Linked DNA regions of Mus musculus: regions 1 and 2 are each linked to region 3. Evidence: chromatin contacts called from public HiChIP or PLAC-seq data. All regions are on one chromosome and are shown on one strand. Each heading gives the region's core, a stretch centred on a gene start, on an enhancer-like site or on the middle of the called end of the contact. The rest is flanking DNA. Distances are from core to core; before and after follow the strand shown. Region 1 overlaps 2310043O21Rik (RIKEN cDNA 2310043O21 gene). Region 2 overlaps Atp6v1c1 (ATPase, H+ transporting, lysosomal V1 subunit C1). Region 3 overlaps Baalc (brain and acute leukemia, cytoplasmic).

The links. HiChIP or PLAC-seq counts read pairs in DNA pulled down with a chosen protein or histone mark.
Region 1: a contact with region 3 is called in a CTCF HiChIP or PLAC-seq map of the NIH/3T3 cell line, with 6 read pairs. The contact joins two enhancer-like sites.
Region 2: a contact with region 3 is called in a CTCF HiChIP or PLAC-seq map of the NIH/3T3 cell line, with 15 read pairs. The contact joins two enhancer-like sites. A contact is called at or near these places in 1 of 15 datasets of contacts at CTCF or cohesin (the NIH/3T3 cell line) and 1 of 115 datasets of contacts at active chromatin or transcription factors (extraembryonic endoderm stem cells).

Annotation. Positions count from the first base shown.
Region 1 is chr15:38,570,600-38,574,765 of GRCm38.p6, reverse strand. The region is part of intron 2 of 2310043O21Rik (RIKEN cDNA 2310043O21 gene); the gene reads left to right. The region is part of intron 2 of Gm41309 (a long non-coding RNA gene); the gene reads left to right. It also overlaps the pseudogene Gm29697. Among named protein-coding and RNA genes, the nearest start is that of 2310043O21Rik, 22 kb to the left of the region's middle. Within about 2 kb of position 2,080, at least 37 of the 459 cell types and tissues checked have an H3K27ac peak or open chromatin away from gene starts, as enhancers often do. A contact at or near this core is called in the NIH/3T3 cell line, where this site is marked.
Region 2 is chr15:38,688,950-38,693,549 of GRCm38.p6, reverse strand. Atp6v1c1 (ATPase, H+ transporting, lysosomal V1 subunit C1) reads right to left here. Exons shown (of 13, transcript NM_025494.3): 11 at 4,328-4,425; 12 at 2,891-3,017; 13 at 1,106-1,938. The coding sequence ends at 1,843. Among named protein-coding and RNA genes, the nearest start is that of Atp6v1c1, 29 kb to the right of the region's middle. Within about 2 kb of position 2,104, at least 109 of the 459 cell types and tissues checked have an H3K27ac peak or open chromatin away from gene starts, as enhancers often do. A contact at or near this core is called in the NIH/3T3 cell line, where this site is marked.
Region 3 is chr15:38,949,699-38,954,021 of GRCm38.p6, reverse strand. Baalc (brain and acute leukemia, cytoplasmic) reads right to left here. Exons shown (of 2, transcript NM_080640.6): 2 at 2,758-4,323. Among named protein-coding and RNA genes, the nearest start is that of Baalc, 18 kb to the right of the region's middle. Within about 2 kb of position 2,456, at least 88 of the 459 cell types and tissues checked have an H3K27ac peak or open chromatin away from gene starts, as enhancers often do. A contact at or near this core is called in the NIH/3T3 cell line, where this site is marked.

The sequences.
Region 1 (4,166 bases), core at 831-3,330, 380 kb after region 3:
GACTGCCTAGTGTTTGACACAAGCATTGCACAGCTTTTTGCAGAAAATAGCAAAAAGTCATTGCTCATCATGGCCGGCTGTGCTTGAATGACAGGATAGGCTTTCCTCTAACAAGCTGCATTTAACCACCTGCCGGAAGGTCTTCCTGTGCTCCAGCCACAGACTGGACTGAGCACTCTTGCCTGAGTGGGAGCACTCTCGCCTGTGTGGGAACGTCAAGCGCCCTCTTCTCCTGCCCTCCCCTCCCCTCAGCCCCCAGGGCTGATGAGCCGCCCCCGGGGGGGGGGGCATTCTGTTCTCAGCTCCTCCGTGGTGTCCAGTGTGGAACGCTGGAGGCTGGGAACCTGGTAACTAGAGCTGCCCCTTGTCCACCACCTGCCGAATGGGGTCAGTGGCTTCACATAGCCACACACCCACCTGGGGCCGCGTGGAAAGCTGCAGCAGTCCTCCCGCATCTGCCCACCCAGGGCACCGGAACTCTGGCAGGACACGGGTTTTCTCTCACTCCCCCCCCCCCCCCCCGCCCCGGCGCCCACTGCCGCACATCTGACTTACCCTTGAGCATGGTGTGTTCATCCTAGGAGCCACCCTACACGACCCCGGAGATCCTCACAGGGTGGGCAGCACCTTGGAAGCATCTCTCCATCAGGAAAGCACATATGAACTCCACGTCTGCTCTGACCTCAGGAAGAAATGTGGTGTCCGGAAGGAGGTGATGCTCTAGGAACTTATCCAGGCTCCAGATTGGGGTTCTGAAGAGTTCCTTCGCCATCCTGAGGCCAGGGATGTTTGCTGACTGCCCACTCTTTATCCTAAGGTCACTCTATTTTGGCATACTCAATAATGTTTTGCTTCTGGCTGGCTCTTGGCTGATATGTAGCCCCCTTCTCCCTTTAGAGAAGATGTCACGCTTAGCCTTCTAGTTTCTATAGAGCAGTAATGTCTTTGCTCTGTTTGGTTTGGTTTGACTTTTAAACATTTCTTGTACTGAAATTTTTTTCATACGGTATCTTTCAATCCTATTTTCTCCTCTTCCAATTCCTCCCTGATCCTCTCCTCCTCTCTACCTCCTTACCCACCCAATTTCTCTCTCCCCCCTTTCTCATAAACAAACAGAAAACCCAGAAACCACATATTAAAATTCTCACAAAATGGAAAATAAACAATTAATAGACGAACAAGACAAAAAAATTTCAAAAAATAAACCAAAGAGAGGCAAAAACAACAACAACAAAAATATCCTAGACTTTGGTGTTGGCCAGCTACTCCTGGGCATGGGGCCTGCTCTGCAGTATGCTTAGTATATCCAGTTAGACTCCGTCGGAGAAAACTACTTTTTCTTTGATAGCAAGTAGCTAGTGTAAGTAGCTTCTTAATTAGGGGTGGGAGCTCATGTCTACCTCTTCCTCTCAGTCAGGCTTGAACCTGTGCAGGTCCTGTGCATGCCACCATAGTCTCTGTCAGTGCACATATGCATCAGCCCTGCTGTGTGCCAATGACACTGCTTCCTTGGGGTCCTCCATCACCTCTGGCTCCAACAATCTTTCTGCCTCCTCTTCCACATAGATCCCTGAGCCTTGGGGGGGAGGGGGTAGAAGTGGGGGTTGATAACAATGCCCCACTGAGGACTGGGTGGTCCAGAGTCTCTCACTCTCTGCACATGGTAGGTCTCAGTGTTAAGCACTGTAAGAGAAAGTTTCTCTGATGAGCCCTGAAGAGGCACTGATCTGAGCCCCCACCCAGTGTGGTCACTGGGGGATCCCTGTGGCAGCACACAGAGACATGTCAATGGGCGGATAGGGTCCCTTTCACTATTTAGCCCAGGCTGGCCTCAGATGCTCAGCCAGTCTCTGCCCTCAGATGGCTCAGCCTGCGGGCCAGCACTCCTATCTTAACAGACGTATCTTTTGAAACTGTGACTCATGTTCCTGCTGTATTAGTCAAGATGCTGTTTTCAAACCACAGAAAACAACAGTGGCAAACTTTTCAATGGAAGAAGAATTTACTTAATAGGTGACTCAGGAACTCAGAGAACAAGAAGGAAGGCTAGGAAGGAAGCTCAGGATGGCGTCAGCAGCAAACTCCAAAATGGCTTGCTAAGGGACCCACCCTTTCACCATCCAGATGTTGGTCATTGTATGTGGACTCTGCTGCTTGTGAACACTCATCTCTTTGCACTCCAGACTCTACAACAGTTATCCTAATCACTTTTAAATGATGCTGCCTCTCTAAGGTACACCCTCATGATTCAGAGTTCCAGGTAAGACAGAGCACCTGACTGTTGCTCTGAGTGCCATGGGGGAGGAAAAGGTGATTTTTCCTTTTCTTTCCTTCTTGGTCTGTCTGTCTGTCTGTCTTTCTTTCTTTCTTTCCTTCCTTCCTTCTTTCCTTCTTTCTTTTTCTTTGTTTTCTTTTTTGGCATTTCAAGGCAGAGTTTCTCAGTGTAGCTTTGGCTGTCCTGAGCTCACTCTGTAGACCAGACTCACCTACCTCTGCCTTCCAGGTGCTGGGATTAAAGGTGTGTGCCACTACCACTTGGCTCCTTTCTTGGTTTTTGCTGGTGTTTTTGGTTATTTGAGACAGTCTCAGATAGCCCAGGCTAGGATTGCACTCTGTATGTAGCCAAGGTTGGCCCCTTCTGGTCTCTAGTTCCTAAGTGCAGGGTTTACAGCTGCACACTGCCACGAATCTCTTCCCTTCTAAGCTTTGGTTCTCACCATGAGAACTGGAATCTGGCCTACCATAAGCTTGATCCCAGTAAGAAAGGCTTTGACAGGAGCTGGAGAGATGGTTCAGAGGCTGAGAGTACCCTGTTCTTGCAGAGGACTGGAACTTCATTTCTAGCACCCATGTCAGGTGGCTTACAACCACTGTAACTCCAACTCCAGGGGATTCATCAAGCTCTTCTAGACTCCAGAAGCATCGAACGCACATGTGCATGTACACACACATGCACACACACACAGAGTTGGTCAATTGTAGAGCTCAGAGGACAACTTGTGGGAGTTCATACCAGGACATGACATGAGTCTTGGTGGCAAGCACCTTTATACACTGAGCCACCTCATCCCCCTACCCCTTACTCCCATCTAACTTTTGAGGACATCCTGGGTCACTCTTGTGTGCTCATGTTCCCATCCTTTGATATTTTTACCAGCTTTGGACAAACATGCTCATTTTTGGTCCCAATGGTTGTTCTCTTAGCCTGGAAGACACTTCCATGTTCTTCCCAAGGTGTTTCCAAGTTCCTCACTTCAGGTTAAGTGTGAACAGCTCCCCGCTGAGTTGGCTCTTCAGCCTTTCCTCTGAGACTTTGTTTACACTGAAAGCTTCCTTTTTCATTCATTTGTTTAAAGAGAGAGAGAGAGAGAGAGAGTGTGTGTGTGTGTGTGTGTGTGTCTGTGTCTGTGTCTGTGTCTGTGTCTGTGTGTCTGTGTGTCTGTGTCTGTGTCTGTGTGTGAGTCGGTATCTTTTACTGTTCAGTGATGTGCATGCCAGGGAAGCTGCCCCGAGAGCCTCTGAGATTTCTCCTGTCTCTGTTTCCTATCTCATCACGGGGGCACTGAGGTTACAGACTGCCACGAATCCAGCTGCCCTTGAGTTCGGGGCATCTGAAGTCCTCACACTTATGAAACAAGCACTTTAACCCACTGAGCCATCATCCCCATCCTGCACCCATTGCTCGAGGGTTTATTTGCTAGCTGTCTGCTGCTGAGGCTGCTGCTGCTGCTGCTGCTGCTGCTGCTGCAGCTGTACCTAGCCCAAGGGTCACATGGCTCAGAGAGGGAGACCAAGACTGCGCAGGCGCTGAACAGGCTCCACCACGTTTGCCTTACCTTTTCCTTCTCTCCTCATCTGAACCGGCTCTCTGCTGACAACGCCCCAGCTTTGTACGTCACCCAACTGTGTCCATACAAAGGGTCACTGTCAGAGTAAGTGAGGTCAGACTCACTATTCTGGCTCTATTTAATCTCTTCCTCCATCCAACTCCCAGCCTACTGTGTCCAATGTTCCAGAGCCGCAGTTCCTAAGTGTGCCAAGCTTACAACTCAAAAATCCAGACCTGGGGCTTCCGTCTCCAGAATTAGCCCAGCTTGGGGTTCTCAAGCTGTTATGTCTCAGCTGAATCAAACTCACCTTACATTTTCTTTTACTAAGGACTCAAC
Region 2 (4,600 bases), core at 855-3,354, 260 kb after region 3:
ACACTAAGAATTCACACGGGAGCAGGGTCTTTACCCACTCAGTTCAGAATTAGAGCCCAAACACAACCTTAAAGCCTACTGTCTAAACACATTTCCTTATCCACATCCCTCAGATACTAAGGTTCAAAGAGCACTTGCAAAAGAAAGGAAAAAACCTACAAAAATGTCTTGACACTGAAGTGGAAGATGTTCAGCTTCCTCCTGTCTACAGGAAACAGGAACTAAAACTGCATCCCTGCCACATGTGGTTGCCTTGCCTTTTAATCCCAGCACTTGAGGCAGAGGCAGGCAGCTCTCTTCAAGGCCAGCCTGATCTACACAGTGCGTTCCAGGTCAACCAGAGTTAAGTAATGAGACTCTGTGCCAACGACAATCACAGCCTGCATTTCTAACATGTCTGGAATTTAGAATTCTGACCAGTAATTTGGCAGCATGTGTCAAATTTTAATATATACACTCATAGAGTCTCTTACTGGGTGCATCTGAAGTGCAGAGACCTATGCAAGGATGTGTAAAGAGGCCCTGCAGCACTTTGGACACCTCGACACCAGAAGGCAGTGAGGGACACTTGGTAGACCAGCATGGTCAGGAAGGTGGAGAGCCGCAGCCACGTGGTCTCAGCGTGCAGTATAGTCCTTATTTTCTTCAAGAAGCTCTAAGTTGAGGGCGAGTGGAGGGAGCAGGGAGGAGGGAGACAAGCTGGGTAAGATAAGATGTTGGACATGGGAAAGGGCCACAAACCTCCTGAGGGTAGAAATTAGCAAGGCAGGGGTATCTCTCACATGTTCTGCTTTGTAGACATTTGTATGTTACTAGTAGATAATTACTTATGAAACAAAATGCAAAATCCCAAATAGCAAAGCTGCTGACGGCTGATTTTCTAACGGATAAGGCAGTGCAGACTAGTTCTCCACTCACAAAGCTGTGTGACTTACAGGAGTACAGTGTTACCTCAACTCCACCCTGAGTTCTTCCTAAATTTTACGTCAAGTTGTTCACTTCAGGGACTGTACCAGAAAGGCAAAGTAAAAGTGAGGCCTTTATGATTATCAACATCAAAAAAACAAACGTAAAGACTTAGACAAAATAAATGACTAGCACTGCATAGTTTTGCTACACTTTATTCAAAACTGGTCCCACTTCTTATTTAAGAGAGCTAAACGCCCAGTGTCCAAATATAAATATCACCATGTGTTGGAAAAATAACCTTCTGATTTGCGCTCTGACCCAAATTTGGCACAACTAAATCCTATGCGAGTCAGACAGGAGTGCTCAGAGCTCGGCAGCAGCAGCCCCTGAAGCAGCCCAGGAGGCGGCGGCCCCTGGAGCCTCTCAAGTCACACACAGCACAGTGGGCACAGGTTCTTTTATTCTGTCCTGTGGGGTCAACAGTGCTGACAAGATAGTCAGAGCATTCCAAAAGCACACACCTGAACGTTGTCACATAGCACTACATCACAACTTAGTAACTACTCAACAGTTATGTCTACTAATACAGTGAATGAAATGGTATGCTTAGACCATTCCCTGTAAACAAGGCTGTGCACAACAGTAACACACAGAATTATGCATACCATGATATCAAGGAGGAAAATACCTCTTTAAATAAACTATTCTATTTATAAATAAACTCTGATTTTTTTCAGTACACATTTACAGACCTGATCAATAAAAAGAAACAATATATATATTTTTCTTTAAAAAGCAAATGTTGAGATATGGACCACATGAGAAATTCATCTAGGGGAAGGGGAAGGAGCAAGCAGAGGGCGTGAGAGTTATGAGAGTTACTTGTGTGAGCAACACCAACACAAGGCCAGGATTGACTGGGAGGAGCTCAGTTTACTTGAATTCCAGCAAGTTGCAATCAATCTTGTAATACACATAGGGGTAGTATTCCTGCTGACTCAGGTTTAGGCCAGGGATATCCATGGGAGCCTGCAGAAAAACCACAAACAGCAGTCAGCTGCTTACAAGGTCTTTTACGGATACCTGGTCTGGCTGAAGTCATGCATGTACATGAATTTAATCTAAGTCTTCACTTAGCTGTAAGAACAGGAAGAGCCTATGCCTGCTGAGTCACGGAGAGGGAGCCAGGCCAGGCTCCGCCCCAAAGCCTGTCTGACTGACTGAACCATGACTTTCCCGGTTTACTATGTAGAACTGTAAGAGGTAACTTTTTAAATCTTGGGTTTAGGACACAAGGCTTTTAAAACGTAGTATCTAAATAAACCAAGTGTGGTTTGAAAGATTCCAGATCTATTTGTGCCTTGTAAGAATTTAGTGAGAGCAAAATTTGTACCAAAGACTTAGGATTCTTAGTTTCTCCAAGATTTTAAGATATCAAGTTATTTCCTACATTTTCTCTTATCAAGAAAACTAATTTTTCATTTTTCCTATACACAAGATCATAAACTATAGAGAAAACCAGCAAGATCTGTGAAATTTAAACTGTAAATCAAAGCCCAAGAATACAGTGAAATGATAACCACACACACACACACACACACACACACACACGTACACACGCACGCCCTTCCAAAATAAATACAAACATAAATTGCTAATCTACTATTACTTCTACAAAACAAAACTGAAATAATTTCATATTTCCTTCCTGTCCGCAATCTACAATTTTTAAAAACAATTAGAACATTGGTTGTTCCTGAACGTCTGCAACTATAAACATCTGATACATATAACAAAACAATGATGAGCTTCTAGAAATACCCAGAACAGCTGCAGCTAGTATATACAGCCATGGAACGTTTACCTAAGAAAGGGGGTGCTCAGGGGACACAAATGGCCTGGTGTCCATGCTTCTGAGAATCCTCATGCAGTCTTTTCTCCACCTCCCAAGTCCTACTGCCCTAGGCTAAGGTGCACTCACGTCAATGATGGCAGCCGCACTGCTGTCCAGATGCTTGTACAACTCGTGCAGCACTTCTCTTAGCTTCTTCACTGACTTCTTATTCGGCTGAAGGAGCATTGCTTGGAAGTTCACCGGCAAGCCATACCTTAGAGAGCAACAGAGACAGTGCACAGCACAAGCACAGAGAGCCATTTTCCTTGTAGAGCAAACAGCGTCCCGCGTCTCTCTTCATGGACACAGTGTGTTCTGTGTTAAATACTCCCTTTCCAGGTCTGTCACCAGCCACAGATGCTTCCACTAGCATGGAAACACAAACCTCCAAGCCCATTAGTGCCCTTTCAGTAAAAAGCAAGCCACTTTAAGGGGTGTGAGCTCAGGCCTGCGACCCCAACACTGGGGAGGCTGAGGCAGGGGTTGTACAAGCTTAAGGTTAATCTAGGCTGTAGAGGAGGAAACCCAGACAAGCCAATCGCTAGGAATTAATTAGTATTCAATTTCACAATAATCTATGAATATGCCAGTATGTAAAGACAATCTACGGCTAGAAGATCTGTTTGTACTTAAAAGCTGAGACTTTCCATGCCTACTATAAGCACTTGAAATTTAAAACTTAAAACTGAGGGGCATGGCTGCATACACAGCTCAAAACTAATGGGTTTCCATGAAGCTGGAGAGATGGCTCAATGGTTAAGAGCACAGGCTGCTCTTCCGGAGGACCTGGGTTCAATTCCCACACCTACATAGCAGCTACCAACTGTCTGTACCTCCAGTTCCAGAGGATCTAATGGCTCTTCTGGACCTCACAGGCACTGTGGTACACAGACAACACACAGGCAAACACAAACGGTGGTGCTCCCCCCATTACAATGGAGTTCAACATTTCTTAGCCTAGAGCCCTTCATTGCAGGGCAGTCCTGGGTTTATGGGGGAGCTGGAGTACACAAACCTGCCCCTCCAGGGAAGTCCCACATACTGGTCAGCACCAAGAGGCCATGTGGAGCACACATGACAGCACAGACCTGCACTTAGGAGGTTGAGGCAGGAAGATCAAAGTTTGAGCCAGCCTACGGTAAAACTGAGCTCCAGGTCAGCCTAGAGAGACTACATCAAACAAAACAAGTGGCCATGGTGAGTGAGCAACTGATTCGTACACCAACTACACATAACTACACAGTACATTGTGTGTGCCCCACAATGAAATCGCTAACTGCTCACACCGACTCTCCTTAAACAGTACATGACTAAATGTGAGAGACGGAGCAGTGTGGGTCTCTTTTCCTGAACCTGGTGTTAAAGAACCAGATAAATATGCACTTGACAAGCTGTGTGACCCTGACAGCCACTTCCTCCTAACTGGCTCTTTGGCTGGTCCAAATCACCTTCACAAGGCTGGACTGGGTCATGAGAGAGGCACACCGAACTCTGCGACTCCAGCTTTCTCCATAAATTTCTTACCTTAAAACAGACTCCACAAAAACCCGTAATGCTTTTATATGAATCCACGCAATAAACGCCTCACTGAAATTCACTTTAAGCCACCGCACAAGTGGTCCCTTTGAAAAGAGAAACACAAAATTACCACAAATTTGGTTTTCAAATGGCAATTAGACAAGTCAGGCATTCTTTTTAAGTGATTAGCCACAATATGAAAGTTTCAAATATTATACTGGATACAATTATCTTACCATGCTCTTAAACGAAAGGGTAAGCCACTACTCAGTAGCCTCA
Region 3 (4,323 bases), core at 1,207-3,706:
TCCTGGCCGTCCATATGCTGGAAGGAGAAGGGGAAGGTCCCCCAGTCAAGGAAGGCAGTTATCCTCCACTGGGGAGCACTTCAGGGGACGTAGATGCAGCGGAGTCCCTGTGGAACGGTGTTCTTCTGTCCCCCGTTGCTCTTATTCCTAGGAACCCAAGTTCCAGAAGACTGAGCAGTGGCCCACACACCCAGCTTATAAAAATATTCAAGTATTTTTCTAGGGTGTTGTGTTATATGCGTTTGCTAGGAATGCCTTCACAGAGTCCCACAGCCCTGGCCATCCTCAGCTACATGGTAAATTCAAGGCCAGACTAGGATACTGAGGCTCTGTCTTTTAAACTCACAACCACCACCACCGTCTTGGGAGCGCTCCAACTCCAGACTGATCACTTGGGACGGTGCCTGCTCGCAAGCAGGAGGACCTGAGTTCCATCTCCAGCACCCACATTAAAAGCTGGGCATGGTGGCCTGTGCTTGTAATCTCTGTGCTGAGAAGGCAAACCAGGCAGATCCCTAGGGCTCGGTGAACAGACAGCCTGCCCTGATTGCTAAGCCCTGGGTAGGTGAGAGACTGCCCCAAAAAGCAAGGAAGGAACTGAAAAGACACCTCAGCATTAAGAGCTCTGGCGATTCTTCCAGATGTACGCTTTCAGATGAACTGGGCTTAATTTCCAGCATGCACATGGTAGTTCACTACTACCTATAAACTCCTTCCTGGCAGATTCAACCAACATCTCCTGGCCTTCAAGGATACCAGGTAGCTCAGGCATACATCGGGCAAAAACATCCACACATATAGCAATATATAATAGACCTAACAGCACTTTAGAAAATGTTCTAAGAGTAAAGCTCTGACTCTTTTTCCTCCTGAGAGAAGGAGATAAAACCCAGGGAAACTACCTTCTCTAAACTGATGCAGGAAATGTTCTTATCACCAGTGACGGGAACTGTAGAGTGCTGCATGAATAATCTCACTATAGACACTTCAACAAGAAACTGGGGTGAGGGTGGAGGGTAGTAGTGAAGAAGAGGTTAGCAGGGGGTGGAAAAGGAATCTGAGAGAGTTGGGGGCATAAATAAGATCAAAATGCAGTCTATATTTTTTGAAAAGCTTTAATGTACTAGAAATTGGCAATAAAGTAGACATGGCCCTTGCTCTTGAGGAGATAATATTTTAGTAGAACAATAAAAACAATAAATAGACAGACAGACAGATGCAATAATTTCCAATTTCTGGCACATCAAAACTTTTTAATAAATATAGTACATGAAAGTGAATAAGCGCATACCTTTAGCTACTGGATCATACTTGCAACTTACCTCCTCAGAGAAATTCTCCAAGATTAGCTACTTCCCAGACTTGTGGAAATGATGAGGGACAATCTGTATTTGAAAGACCCTTATAAGAACAAGAAAACCAGATATTTGGAGAGGGGTTGCACAGCCATGCACCTCAGGCAGGTGACAAAGGCGGAGTTACTATATGTACGTCACACTGGTCTGCAGGCACCAGTTCTAGATATGCAGACATCAGCTCCAGCAAACTTGGTACCAAGGGACCAGGGACAAAGACCTTCCAGTTCTTCAAGAGAAAATGAATTAGGTTTGCTGATGAATTGTAACCTGTAAGAGTAGATTAAATAAAGCAGATGTATATTTCTTGGTTTCAGATGGCCTAAGTATGTACAGTTCTGGGCTCAGGGAGGTTGCATAGAACCAGGAACCCCGTCTTCTTCCGATTTGTTGCTCCGTTTGGCATAGCTTCAAATAGCTTGGTTGCTCCACTGCCAAGGACAGGTGACATACTGTCCCAATGGACCAGTATGTCTGCAGCTTTTCCCTCCACATTCTAAGCAGCAGGAGGAAAAGGAGACTCACAAGTGCAGTGCTTATTATAAATCAATGTATGATTGGCAGAGAAGGAAAGAATGTATATGGAGTTTTCAGTGAGGGGTGCCTGCTGGATCTATGTACATAGAATTCCAATGTTTGTACAGCAGGGCAGCTGAATAAACCATGCCTTTGATCTGATTTCAGCAAAACAGCCCCTCCTTGGAGACCCTGCTTAGAGAAACAGATATGGAGGAGAGGTCTTTCTGTGACACTGGGGAGCGGCCACAAATGGAGGTTAGTTGGTCAAATAGGTCTGAGTGCACTGGGGAGACGGGCAGCTAGAGGAACATCTTGTGAATGCAGGGCATTGGCTGCAACCTAGGTAGCCCTCAGTTCCTAATCTTTAGGCCCAGACACCTATTATAAGGACAGTTTATTCTTTCCTCAATTATGAACTTCTTTCCTGACCTTAACCCAGAGAGCCTTCTCATACAAGGCCAGGCTTACCCTGTCCAGAAGGCTAAGTGATCCCAGGCTGGCCCCAGCTCTCTAATCATAGCCCTCTCCAGTCATCCCCTGTCCTCCTAAGCTTGGGGTTGGCTCAGTTTCAGGGTATGAGACAGTTCTCCCTCTCGATATCTGTTTCAACTATGCTGGACATTCTGAGTCAGGTACGGGAATGGTGAGGAAGCACTGATCGTTGGCTGACATTCCTATCTGGCATCCCAGGTCACCAATTCCTGGCTAAAAAGTTATAAATCCCTCTGTAAGTGTAAGTTAGAGCTAATTGCAGCCCCCATATCTAGTTCATCTAATTCATAGGGCTGTTTGACTTATGTGAAACGCCTTTGTTTCAAAAAATTCTAACCAGCTGTGCATACAGATTTAAGGTTCCAGTAAAGAGCCTCTGTAACCATTCACATATGTTTGAAATTAATGACTTTATTGACACAAACTTCAGAATGGAAAGTGTTATCCCACTAGGATAGTAAGAGTCAGTTCCTGCTTTAAACACACATTTAAAACTTGCCAGATGGAAATTTCAATGGTGTGCCAGATCACAGGCCCTCCCTCCCTCCCTCCCTTCTCCTCGCAGAGTGAGAACGTGTTTCTGTATTTGCAGAGACAACTTTCCCAGATGGTAAATTCCAATGAGCTGAGGCAAACACAGAGTTGGGAAGAGAAGCCGGCCTTAGCCCATGGCCGATAGCATCAACTGGGGAAGCAGCATGTCAAAACACAGCGCACATGCCCTGGAGCGCAAGCCCTTGAGCTTGCAGGATTGGACCCATGGCCAACCCTGTGGAAGGACTCCTGCCCAGCAATGCCGCTGAGGACACAGGAGTCACGGGGCTTGCTTTTGTTTTATTAGTTAAATTGTCAGAACATGAAGTTCCCTAAAAGCCCTTTGACAAGGAGTCAAGATGAGAGAGGTTGGGGGTGGCGGGGGAACTGTGGTGTATACGGCAAAGGAGAAGACATACATCTGTGATTGACAGAAAGCTACCTTTACCTAAGTGTGAGATTCCACTGCAATCATTGGTCTTGTGCCACAGGGTCCGTGTCAGTCTCCTGAGTACCAAGCCTCCTCACAGAGTCAGAAGTACAGTCGTGACTTCCCGACTCCAAATCCCTCTGCGACTGTTACTGTAGCTGGCACAAGGTTGGCAGTGAATCTTAACACTAATAAACATACAGTCTACAGTTCTACTTGTGTTGGAGAAATAAGTCAGAGACAGCAGTGAGCATCTGCATCTTAATCCGCTTGGGTGACTTCTCTTGAACTGTCACGTAAGCATGCCGCCAGACTACTATTGCTGCTAGATGTGAGTTTGTTGGTACAGTTTGATATGACTTGGACCTTAATAAGCCCAAGCATGTTAACAGTCCTTTCAGACTCATGCTGTGTCATACTCTGCAGGAAGGTGTGCTTAGGAATGCTGGGGAAGGGTTCCTATCAAAGCATCGCTTTACCATGTTGGTGCCTGTTTTTCAATACAGTGAGTGCCTTGTTAGACTATGTCAACAGGAATATACATCAACCAGCCTCTGGCTTTCCAAACTAATTACTCTGCAGATACCAAAAATAACATGGTCCTTGGGGCTGTGTACAGAAGGGCCAAAGGGGTATCACGTGTGCCACCATGTGTTCCTAGGTCACTTTCCCCCCTGTGAGTGGTGTCCAGCTGCAAATGACCACCTGACTGAAGGTACAAAGCCCACCAGAACAATAGGGAACTGGAAAGCTATGGGGAAAAGCAACATGAAGCTAGGTCCCAAAGGGAGCAAAGGCCACAGGCATGTGACATTCTGGTTTGGAAGCCAACGCCTGGATGCTAGCCTGGGAGTCCTTTCCAGGTAGAGGAGAAACAGGTATGTGTGTGTGTGTGCGCGCGTGTGCATGTGCGTGTCTCATAGACACCTCTCAAAGACACCGAGTAGGCACCGGGGAGCCAGCACGTGAAGCTGGGACTGATTCAGCTCGTTC